Regions from separate parts of the Zea mays genome. Here regions 1, 2 and 4 are each linked to region 3. The links are chromatin contacts, called in public Hi-C maps. All regions are on one chromosome and are shown on one strand. Each heading gives the region's core, a stretch centred on a gene start, on an enhancer-like site or on the middle of the called end of the contact. The rest is flanking DNA. Distances are from core to core; before and after follow the strand shown. Region 1 holds the start of LOC100382706 (Protein ESKIMO 1). Region 2 holds the start of LOC100216776. Region 3 holds the start of LOC100273657 (BCL-2 binding anthanogene-1). Region 4 holds the start of LOC100281776 (ATP binding protein).

What was found. Hi-C and Micro-C count contacts between places; a contact is called where the count stands out from the background.
Region 1: a contact with region 3 is called in a Hi-C map of tassel, with 4 times the contacts expected there. The contact joins the promoter of LOC100382706 here to the promoter of LOC100273657 in region 3. A contact is called at or near these places in 6 of 25 Hi-C or Micro-C datasets (bundle sheath, ear, endosperm and 2 more).
Region 2: a contact with region 3 is called in a Hi-C map of bundle sheath, with 6 times the contacts expected there. The contact joins the promoter of LOC100216776 here to the promoter of LOC100273657 in region 3. A contact is called at or near these places in 3 of 25 Hi-C or Micro-C datasets (bundle sheath, ear and tassel).
Region 4: a Hi-C map of ear shows a contact between it and region 3, with 2.6 times the contacts expected there. The contact joins the promoter of LOC100281776 here to the promoter of LOC100273657 in region 3. A contact is called at or near these places in 5 of 25 Hi-C or Micro-C datasets (bundle sheath, ear, leaf and 1 more).

What each region holds. Positions count from the first base shown.
Region 1 is chr3:188,230,750-188,233,473 of Zm-B73-REFERENCE-NAM-5.0, forward strand. It overlaps LOC100382706 (Protein ESKIMO 1), which reads right to left and starts at 1,294. Exons shown (of 5, transcript NM_001175429.1): 1 at 445-1,294; 2 at 186-357. The coding sequence starts at 1,166.
Region 2 is chr3:187,818,895-187,821,654 of Zm-B73-REFERENCE-NAM-5.0, forward strand. It overlaps LOC100216776, which reads left to right and starts at 1,475. Exons shown (of 7, transcript NM_001143175.1): 1 at 1,475-1,936; 2 at 2,722-2,760. The coding sequence starts at 1,622.
Region 3 is chr3:188,038,975-188,041,794 of Zm-B73-REFERENCE-NAM-5.0, forward strand. It overlaps LOC100273657 (BCL-2 binding anthanogene-1), which reads right to left and starts at 1,450. Exons shown (of 4, transcript NM_001148071.1): 1 at 945-1,450; 2 at 1-142. The coding sequence starts at 1,116.
Region 4 is chr3:187,848,614-187,851,313 of Zm-B73-REFERENCE-NAM-5.0, forward strand. It overlaps LOC100281776 (ATP binding protein), which reads right to left and starts at 1,289. Exons shown (of 9, transcript NM_001411906.1): 1 at 799-1,289; 2 at 1-464. The coding sequence starts at 1,093.

The DNA of each region.
Region 1 (2,724 bases), core at 44-2,543, 190 kb after region 3:
TTTGGTGCACCTAGCTAGCCGCCCGTCACCAACGTGCACGCGTCACGGTTGAAAAATGGACGGAAAACTTGAACGAATTGCAGTGTTAGCTAGGGCACCCGTGGGCCCTCTTGGCTAGCTGCCAGAGGATTACGAGTCCTTTGCTAAAGCAGGCGGAAAGGGACAATGGCAGGTACGATACGAACCCAGGCGTGGAAGACGACGCGCTGGCCCTCCCATGTGACGTACTTCTTCCCCGGCGGGGACGCCGACTGCACCAGGCACACCATGGACTCCCACTGGTTGCGGTTCAGCGAGTCCCCCACGAACATGAACCGCTTGCCCCGGAGCCTCTCCATGAACAGCTTCGCGTCGAACCTGCAGGGATGGAATTCCAAAGGCCTCGCCGTTTAGCTAGCTAGCACATATTGTTTGCCACAGCGCGAGCCGAGCCCCGTACCGTACCTGGGCATGGAGCATCCCTTGGGCTGCCACCGCCACTTCTGGTACGTGTCGTCGCGCCGCCCGTTCTTCATGCACGTCACCTGCGACGTCAGGAACTCGCACTCCTCCTCCCGGTACAGCGGGTAGCTCGTGTTGTCGAACACCCACCGCCCCTTGGACAGGTCGCAAGTCTCCGGCACGCCCAGCGCGGGCGGCACCACCGTCTTCTTCGCCGCGCGCTGCTGCCTGCGCGGCTTCTTCTTCTTCTTCGCCGCCGCCTTCTTGGCCGTATTCCTCTCGCTCTTGGCGGCGGCGGTGGCGACCACCTTCTGCTGCGGCTTCTCGACAGCCACCGGCGGCGCCGTCGTCGTCGTCGTCGTGGTCACCGCGTGCTTCTTCGGCTTCTCCTGCTCGCCGCGGTGCAGCACGGCGGCGGGCTTCTCAGAAGCGGAGATGTCTCGCCGGGGCACCACCACGACTTGCCGCCCACCAGCGCCCGTGGTGCCCGGCACCGCTGGCGCGGGCACGCGCGTGAGCGGCTCGATCGTCAGCGACCGGATGTCCTCGCCGTACATCACCACCACGCAGAGGAAGAAGAAGACGCTCGCCACGTAGACCGGCAGCCGCCCGCCCTTGCGCAGCGACGTCGTGGCGTGCTTCGTGGCGGACGCGTCGAGGGCGCCGGCGCCGGCGCCGGCTCCCGCGCCCGCGTGCGACGACTTGCGCCGCCCCGCCAAGCTCATGGCGCCCGCGCTGGCTGATCCTAGCTAGTGCCTAGTATAGCCCTCTCTCTCTCTCGATCTCCCTGTGCGCCGGAGCCGGACTACTGTGTTTTCGCTTGGACAGACCGGTCGATGGCGTGCCGCGACCGCGATCAGAACTCAGAAAGCGGGGGAAGCCGGATCGTCGGGGCGGTCTTTATGGGTTTGTGGCGAGCCCCGGCCGGGGGCGGGGAGTCAGCACCGGGGGGCTGCGGATTTGGTGAGGAGGGGACGATGCCAATCCCCTGGATGCTTCTCACACCCTTCTCTTCTTCCCTGGGCTGGGCAGCCGTTGAACGGGCAAGTGCAAGCAACAGGCATTAATTGGATGGATGCAACGGGTGATTCGTTTTTATTCCTTGACAAATTCTCCTACTAGTCGTCGCGACCTGGCCATTGGAGACGAGACGAGAGGCATGGACAAACGTGGTACAGCACGTCACTGACATATTTGGACTAGTTTAGTTTCAACAAATACTTCGTATGCACAGCACCGTACGTATTGAATAGTACTCTATACACGCACACACACACCTCTAAACATTATTATTGAGGAGATCGGAAAAGATCTGTAACCGATCCAACTGTTATTCCAGAACCATTAATAATTTAGGAGGAGTTAATAGCTAATTGACTAAAAATTTGCTAGTGGAATTAGGGGTGTTTGAATGCACTAGAACTAATAGTTAGCTGGCTAAAAATTATTAGTGAAATTAGCTTGCTAATAAATAACTACCTAACTATTAACTAATTTACTAAAAATAGCTAATAGTTAAATTATTAGCTAGTTTGTTTGGATGTCTCAACTAATTTTAGCGGCTAACTATTAGTTTTAGTGCATTTAAACACCCTCTTAGTATACGGTAGAAAAGGTGCAGAGCTAGCTATCTTGTTGGACGGTGAGCTGCTACCAGTAAATGGCCACATATGTTTGAACGATTTTATCTGTCCGATCTGATGCTGTCAGGTCAACGGGGTAACTCCATTCTATATATACAGGGGGCAGCAGCCTGTTTTCGAAATATGATGATGATGGTGATGGTACGACGAGCACATGTTGAGAACAACATGAACACGCATTTCCTCTCGAAAACGAAGAACGTATACGTGCGCGTGCCTCACATGTAAATATACCACGATTTCACTTGATCTCTCTCCCAATATGTTTTCGTCGCCTTGATTGGTACAGTACAATAACGCGTGACATTCCAGCTGACGTTCTGTATGTCATGTGCAGCGTCCGGTTTCGAGGCTTCTGGAAATGACGGGGTTGCGTCGACGACGTGACGGCTGATTATTATTCCAGTACGGTGTGACAGAGGAGACTTCTCTTGGTACCGGGGGACCTGGATCACTCCTGGATTTTGAAAGCCAGTATATTGCCCCAGTTTGTTTCAGCTTTTTAGAGCTTCTAACCATCAAAAGCTGCTGCGGACTGTCAAACGTTCAGCTTTTCAGTCAGTTTCTATAAAATTCGTTTAGGTAAAAACTATTCAACATCAACGTAAATACATAATCGGTTGAGTCGTTGCATTAGTAT
Region 2 (2,760 bases), core at 225-2,724, 220 kb before region 3:
ACCCCTGTCTAACGCGAAACCTTTCTACAAACGCGCGAGTGGCGGACCAACATGAATTAGACATAGCATGCAACAACTATCGTTTAAATCACGGTATTCGGCGGATTACGTAAATCGTGTGACTGATTAGAGCAACATCAGAAGAACTCGAACTTCATACGCTTGTTTTAATATTGATAATAAACGTCCTAATCAAAAGGATAGATATATAGAGAGAGTATTATTAAAAAAACCTCACGGTCTCATCCTAGCAATTCTCTCTATGAACACGTCTGTGCGTGGCATGACTATCATCACATACCGCATGTTTGGTTGTTGGACGGTGCCAGCCTGGTCCGTACGGGCGTGGCTGCACCGCGCCTGCATGCGCGCGTACGTGCCGAGCGATCGTTTCTGGCGGGCCTGGCTCGCTGTTGTTTCTTGCACCTACTCAGCCTGGTTATGCAGAGAAGTGAAACAAATAAAATGTGATTTGAGAATTTGTGGATGCTGTTTCTCCCTCGGTACAACCAACCAAACGGACGGATAACGAATATCGTGGACCATACCATATTGTAGTATAGTAATTTGATCGAGACTTGTCACGATGTTTACTCCTTGCAGAGGGCCATTTCTGTATTTCCCCCCTTCGAGAACACGTGGTGGATGTTAGTTGAACGGTTGGACCCAGCTAGAAGAGGTCATGTGTGTCTCTGTCTACCTGGCTTTGGTTAGGTACTTGGGTGCCTCCGTGCCTGGCTGCCTATTCAAGTAATATATACACTCAGCATGGCCCGCACTTGCTTTCGTTGTTCTTGGAACACAAAGGGGACCAAAGGTACTTTGTTATGATCACAAAGAAAAGCAATGCCTTCGGTTCGGAGCATGGCGTGTTTAGAGCAGGCCTGGAGGAATATCGTGCTGTGACAGCTAATTTTTTGCACTTGGTTGCTGTGATCGTTTCTCACACACACTTTATGGTCAAAGAGATATTTTTTTTTCAAGCAGTATTATGTAGTCTATATATTGCTACAATAGCCGTGCTCAGGATTGACTAAGAACCTCTCTCTAGTCTGCAATTAGTCCAGTAAAGATTGTGTCAACCAATCCATGCGTTTTGAGAGTTTAGCGTATGACAAAAGGATACGGTGCTACCCAAATCAAACACGACCGGTTGAGATCTACAACATATGTTTATTAAAAAGCTGTGGTAATGTGGGTCAAAATCACTGTACCTCCGTCGATGTTTCCGTCACAGCGAAGAGAAATAGAGGGGGTTAAACCAGACTGAACATCAAGCCAGTGCTAGAAATACGAAACAATAATAATAAAAGAAACACTGGAAAATTGCACGAACCCTGCGTGTGCGCGTACGATAGTTACCACTCGCGGCAGCTCTCCAGTCCAGCTGTACTGTCCATGACAGGTGGGGACATATGAATCTCCACCTATCACGAATACCCTATTCCGCTAAGCTCACCCGCCCGCAAAAACACCACGGGCGCGGGCGCGGAGACCGACCACCACGGCACCACCTCCACCTCCTCCGGTTGCCTTCGGCCTCGCCTCCCCTCCGTCCTCCCCGTCTCCAGCCTCCGGGACCGGAAGCTCCACGTGGCGCGGCAGCTCGTACCCGGCGTCTATGGCGGCGGCAGAAGTGTACTCGCCGACCGCGGCGGCGGCGGCGCAGCAGCAGCGGGAGAAGGCGGCGTCGCAGGCGTGGCGGACGGTGGTAGGGTGGATCGGCTTCCTTGTTCAGGTTCTGCTCCAGATCCTTCGAGGCACGCCGTCCTGCGCCCAGCTCTTATCCTTCGTCGGCGTCCGCTACCCGCTCCTCTCCGGGCCCACAGCCTCGAACCCGTCGCCGGAGGTGGCCTTCATGCCGCTCCGCTCCGAGATCCCAGCTGACGCGGCACCTGCCCCGACACCTGCGCCTGAGCCCCTGGGCCGCCTCAAGGTACGGAGCTTCGATTTTTTTTATTCGATTCGGTGGAGCTTTTGAGATGTCCGGGGTGGGGAAATGGCGCCTTTGTGAAGTAGGAGTAGAAGGGTTTCAATCAAATAGTATTTGGTCTTGGACGTGCTGATCAAATTGGATTATGCTTCGGTATTTGGGGATGATTGGGATTAGTTGGAGTGGCTGATTTAAGGCTAACGGAGATTTGGTGGTTTAGTTCAGGTAGTATTGTTGATTTTTGGTTATAGAATAATTAGTATTTGGACTATATAGCAGACCTTCCCCGATGATTTGGTTACTAGCATGGGCAATTAGTTGCTCTGCAATTGCAAAATAAGGCCTTGATCGTTTTAGTAGTACATACTTACGGCTGCATTATCATCTCCTCTCCATACTGGCGGTGATATGTTTCCGGTGGCCTTCAAGTGAAGCTGTGGGTAGTTCCAGAATACTGGTTCCCTGTCATTCTGTGTAGGTGAGTAGATAACCTTCTATCATTGTTAAAAACATCTTGATTGTAGCTGGATTATGACATATATACTATCTTATCAGCTGATCCAGTACACGGGCTGTTATACTGTAAGGTATGCCCATAGTTAGATTTCTGATAGTTTGGATCGGCAAAGAAGCTTATAGCTTCTCATAAAAGGAGCTGAAACTGAAACTGGAAGTCATATCGTTGCTAAACATTACTACTTAAGTTCCTTGAAATGAAGTCAGACTAAACATTTGTCTCTTATGTTTGCGCATCGGATATTCTCACAACATTAGAGCTGTCTGTTCAGGTAGTGCTTGACTTGGATGAGACTTTAGTTTCTGCATAT
Region 3 (2,820 bases), core at 200-2,699:
TCGAGCAGAAGCAGCTTTGCTCCATCCTTAACACCTGCCGTGTGCAGGAACTCTCTGTCACTCTTCTCCTTCCCACGGAAGAAGAGCCTCTGCCTCTCAGGCTCCAAGCCAGTAGTCTGAACAAGGATCCTCTTCAACTCACCTTCATATACAAAATTACAAAGTGCCTATTAGAATATTGTAAACCAGCACCTTCAAGCAATCAATGCAGAAGCAAGAATCATTTATGCAGGTTTATTGATTATTTGGGGGTAAAGGTAATCGTATCTGCTTCTTTCCAATGATAAACTGTATACAGATTGACTGACAAAATGCTCCCCGCGCATGTAAAGACCTACTAGGTGATGTAATGGTTTGTCCCATTGCACGTGAGGCTATAAGCCAATGAGGTTCCAATTGATGTTTGATCATCACAACTGGCCAGGTGTTATTAATGTACTACATCCGTTCTCGAATATTTGTCGCCGGCTTGTTCATTTTTAAACGCTAGTGTTATCAATAAGAAGAATAACTAGTACTACTTATGGATCAATGGATGGTATAAGTACTACTACTTCTATAACATTGAAACAGATGGTCAAGGATTAGTACGAAAAGCTAACCGATAACAGTTAGTAGGTATCTTGTCGCCGTTCAGCACGGTAAAGTTGCCGGAGCAGGGTCATGATCGATTCATCAAGTACGTAAGCACTTTTCATCCTGACATGAAAACATTCGAGAACCATCTGTTGTTCGTCTAGACTCGTCTGGAATCTAAAATCAATAGCTGGGACTGGGAGAAAGAACTGAAAAATCGTGTTGACTTAAACTAAAATCCACTAGATTGTCAGTTGACATGTCAAGATCCAAAACCCAATTCCTCCTATACATCTTCGCCAAAGCGAATATGCGACATAAGGGAGTAGGGATCAGTAACGACTAACGAACAGGGTTGGCTAGCGTACCGAAGGTAGCCTGCGCCGGCACGACGACCTCGCGGAAGTTGGCGCCGTGGGAGACCCTGATCCTGATGACGGGGCCGGCCGCCTCACCGTCCCTGCGCTGCACCAGCATCCCGCCGGGCCGAACCTCCCACTCGCCCTCGGCGTCCCTCCCGCCCGATCTGCCGCTCATCATGCTGCCGTCGCTGACGCCTTTATGGCTCCGCCTCCAGCGACCGACCCACTGGCTGGCTCAGCTCGCGCTGAACGCGAAAGCGACTGGGTGAGGGAAAAAAGAGTTTGGTGGCGCGTGGCTTTTGCGATGGGTGGCGGGGCGACCTCCCGTGTGCCTTCCCTCCCGGAGAAGCAAGCGTGGAAGGGTTGGGGAGGAGGGGAGCGGAGGTACGAGTCGGCGGTGGGAGTAGGATTTTGCGAGAACTTGCCGCAAGTACAGCTTTGGATGCTCGCGAGGTGCAGGCGGGGACGATGGATGGGTGGACGGAAGGACTGGACTGGCTTGGGGAGTTGGCTCCGGCCCGGGACGGATACCGTGTGCTGCTGTGCGCTGTTGCTGTGCTGACTCGCCGTGTCCGCCGTGGATAGGACGGTCCCCACGAGAGAGCTTATGGGGTCGGCGAGGACCGGGCCTCATTAGGGCCGGCCTCGTGGCATGGTCGAGAACTCGGTGGAGACTCGAGAGGTTGTGCGGCGCTCGGTTGGCCCCGTCCCCCACGTGAAATTTTGGTTTGGATGAATCATCCGCTTCGTGGTGTGGCTTTCGTGTTTTTTTTTTGCACTTCGCAACGGGCAATATCATGAGCAGCTATCCCAGGCTCCCAGCCCGGTACAAAGGACTCGTCAATTCTAGTGTAGGACCCTTTGCTTGTTCAATCTCGGCTGCGCCTGCGTCTAAAAAAAAGTGAATGTGGATTTGAGATTTACTGCGTAACAGCTTTATGGTAAATCTAATATTCACAAATTGTTAATTTAAGGTACACGACAGTTCCAGATCTAAAGATTTTGGTTGGGATGACCTCTTTAATTTGCCCTTGAGATCGTTTGAAAATATCTACTTTATATGCTATACGTGTTCTATTGATATTTATTCACAAAAATGTTTTTAAGCAAATGCAATATTTTCACATAAATACTCATGAGATCAAATGAAGACTAATTTCCATTGCATGCTAGTCCTAAGCAAGAGCAAGTACTATGGTCATTTCATCGTGAAATACATCCATAATAGCGACATTAGCTTCTATACTAATACCATTTAATATGACTGCATATCGGTTATATCTTTCGGGTATTATTAGTACAAAATTAGGATCATGATCGAAACAAGCGAAGTGCAAATCTGGCACACAGCTTTAAGGATAAAACCGAATACCCACAATACATGTAATCGGATCAAGAATCACATGTATAGCGATGTCATATAATAGACTATATCAAAACACAATGCTTTATTATATCAAAATAGAGTATTTATTACATAATCGCGATACTGTTTTAAATCCACCAGTAGACCTTCCAATCTCAAGCCTAGAACTCGTCGTAGTCCTAAAATTTCTAAGTTCAGGACACATGTTCTCCATATAGATATAAAAAGTACATAGGACAGGGGTGGAAAAGGCTAGAGTGAGTACTTTCGCACTCAACAAGTACCTCACTTTGGTAAAAGTGGGTTGGCTATATAGTGGGCTAGCTTGAGCGGTTGCTTTTAGTTGATCAAGTTTTATTTGTGCTTGAAAAGCATTCTAACCCTCTTTTTATAAAACATTATGTTTAGTAAAATCCCTTACAAACCAATAACTTCAACGTTCATTATATCCACAATGAAACGTTCATCAAGTCCCATGGTGAATCGTTACATTATAGTAACCTTTTGAAAATTCGT
Region 4 (2,700 bases), core at 39-2,538, 190 kb before region 3:
CGCATCCTGCGCACAATCATCCAATATCTCTGTCTGGTCATCCATGATCTTGTATCTCCCATACACAGTGGAGCTTGAGCTCCTGGCCACATCAAGCCCATCATTCTTGAGTCCCCCTCCACAACAACCACAGAGTGGCGATGAGCATATGTACACCTCAGCACAACCCTCGCATCGGTCACCACCGATGTGTTCGTGACGGTGGTTATGGCCTGCACCAAGCTTGCCTATTTCAACCTGCTCCGAACCATCGTGAGCATCCAGTACAAATTTGTCCTCCTCTTTGCCTTCGTCATCCTCATCGTCCAGCTTGCTAGGGAAGAGGTGATCGTCGTAGAGCCAATCCTCTTGGAAGAAGAGGTCGGTGGTGTCGTACTGGCGCGCTGTACCAAACTCCATCTCCGATGAAGACGCGTCCGACTGCGAATGCCGCGGCGACCATAGTCCATACGGATTCAACAGCCCTATAATCGGCAAAACAACAAGGGAGTTTCGTTCAGAATTAGTGAAATGTGCAGAAATTCGTCACTAAACACAAAACCAAGCGCCAGAGACGGAAATTAAAATGTCGGAGAGGTTTAACAACTCTCGTACAAATCGAAGATCAATTATGCTATAAAGTTCATCTCCACAGGGAAAAACACACGCGCGCTAATCCAACCATCAGCGCCGAATTGGTCCCGAAGCCATAGCCGCGGAAATATCGGCGCACAGATCGAGATTGTGTAATACGCCCCACGGAAAGCAAGGAGGAGAAGGTTTAAAGCTCCCGACAAAAATGCCCCGTGCCTTGGGTACCTGAGGGTGTGGAGCGCAAGCTTACGAAAGCTGATGAGGACGCCGAACCGGAGCTGGAACCGGGGCTCGCGGGCGTCGGCGTGCCAGCGCCAGCGCCGGCACCGGCACCGGCACCGGCACCGCCGGCGGAGGCGGGCATCCGGAGCGGCGGGAGGTGGGGATCTAATGCGGCGTCGTGGCTTTCGTCCCCGGCGGCGGTGCGTTCAAGGACGTCGTCACGAAGCGCGGAGGCCGCGCCGGCGAAGCCGTGGTCGGTGAGGAACGCCATGACCTTGTCCAGCCCCGGCGCCGCCATGCTCCGCGAAGGCGCGCGGTTGGTGGGGGCTATCGGTCTCTCGCTCAAGCGCGCGGTGATGTAAGCGGTTGCGTCGCCATTGGGGTGAACTTGGAAGCGAAGCGAGAGTCTTCGAGTGAGAGGACCGGGCGAGACGGACGAGGAGGCAGCGAAGTCAGAGGAAAGAGAGACAGAGGATTGCAGAGGCGCACGGATCGCAGCTGTCGCGCGTCCGCATAAAAAGGTTGCCGCAGTTGCGTTTCAGTCCCTTCGGCCTTCGAGGCGGTTGGCGAGTGTAGACACTAGACAGGCATTCTACAGTATAGTCAAGTCATCAGATTCTGGTCCGGTTTGTTTCCTTTAAGGGGGTGTTTGGTTACACCCCGCTAAAATTTAGCCCCTGTCCGATCGAATGTTTGAACCTCCGTTCCGGGTATTAAATGTAGTCGGATTATAAAACTAATTTGTCAGCCGAAGATTAAAAGACGAGACGAATCTAGTCCAGTTGGTTGGGTTTATATTTCATACTCCTATTTAAAAGTCAAACGCTTGATGTGACCCGAGCTAAACTTTAGCAGGAGCAACCAAACACCCCCTAAGTCCATCCAACAGATTAGCCTGTTTGTTTGGGCTTATTTAGCGGCAACCAAGGTGTATAGATAGCCATTTGGTACTAACACGATGGGTCAGCCCAGTTACGACACGAAAAAGCACGGTCCAGACACGACCCGGTTAGTATAGTGCCAGTGTCTGGCACGGCACGGCTATAGTATCGTGTCTGGGTCACTATCTCGACCCGTAGTGCTGGCACGGGCACGACACGATTACATTTTTTATTTTAAAAATAATAGTTTACATATATTAAGTATAAGAATTCAACATATAACACAATAAAACTGCAGCCGCACTGACTAGATGGATGCGTTTAAACCTCTTATGCACTCGAATTGTGAGTTTAAGCCCCCACAACTACATATTTTTTTGCTAAATTATACAATACACTCAGATGGGCCATAGTGCCACCAGGTCGACCCGGTACGACTAACAGGTTGACGGGCCGTGCCTGGGCCGCGATCACGGCACGTCGGCCCATCTGGCACGGCACGCTTCGCTAGCTGGGCCTGATGGACCGTGTCGACCATGGGCCGTGCCGGCCCGTTTGTCCATCTATACCAAGGTGGCCAGAATCGTATATTTTCGTTAAATTCCCCTTCCGAAGTTTAGTTCATGTTGTTTGAATATTAAATATATACTTAATTAGGTTTAATAAATTCGTCACATCTTTTAGTCTTCATATATTTCATTAGTTTTATAATTAGACTATATTTAATACTCGTAATTATCGTTCAAACTTTCGATACGACAAAACCTAAACTTTAGTTGGGTAGAATCAAACACCCTCTAAGATTATCTCAGTCCTCTCCATAGCTTTTGTTGTCCAGGATAGAAAATTAAACTAGCAATCAAGAATCTAATAATCGACAAGATCACAAGAGTTTGGTGATACTAGGAATCAACATCTGCAAGAATCATGTCCAGAAAAAGAGGAAACAAATAGGACATGCCTGCTTATTTTAACAAGTCGTCTATGGAATATGGAAGGGTGGTCTGTAAAAGCAGCTCTAAGG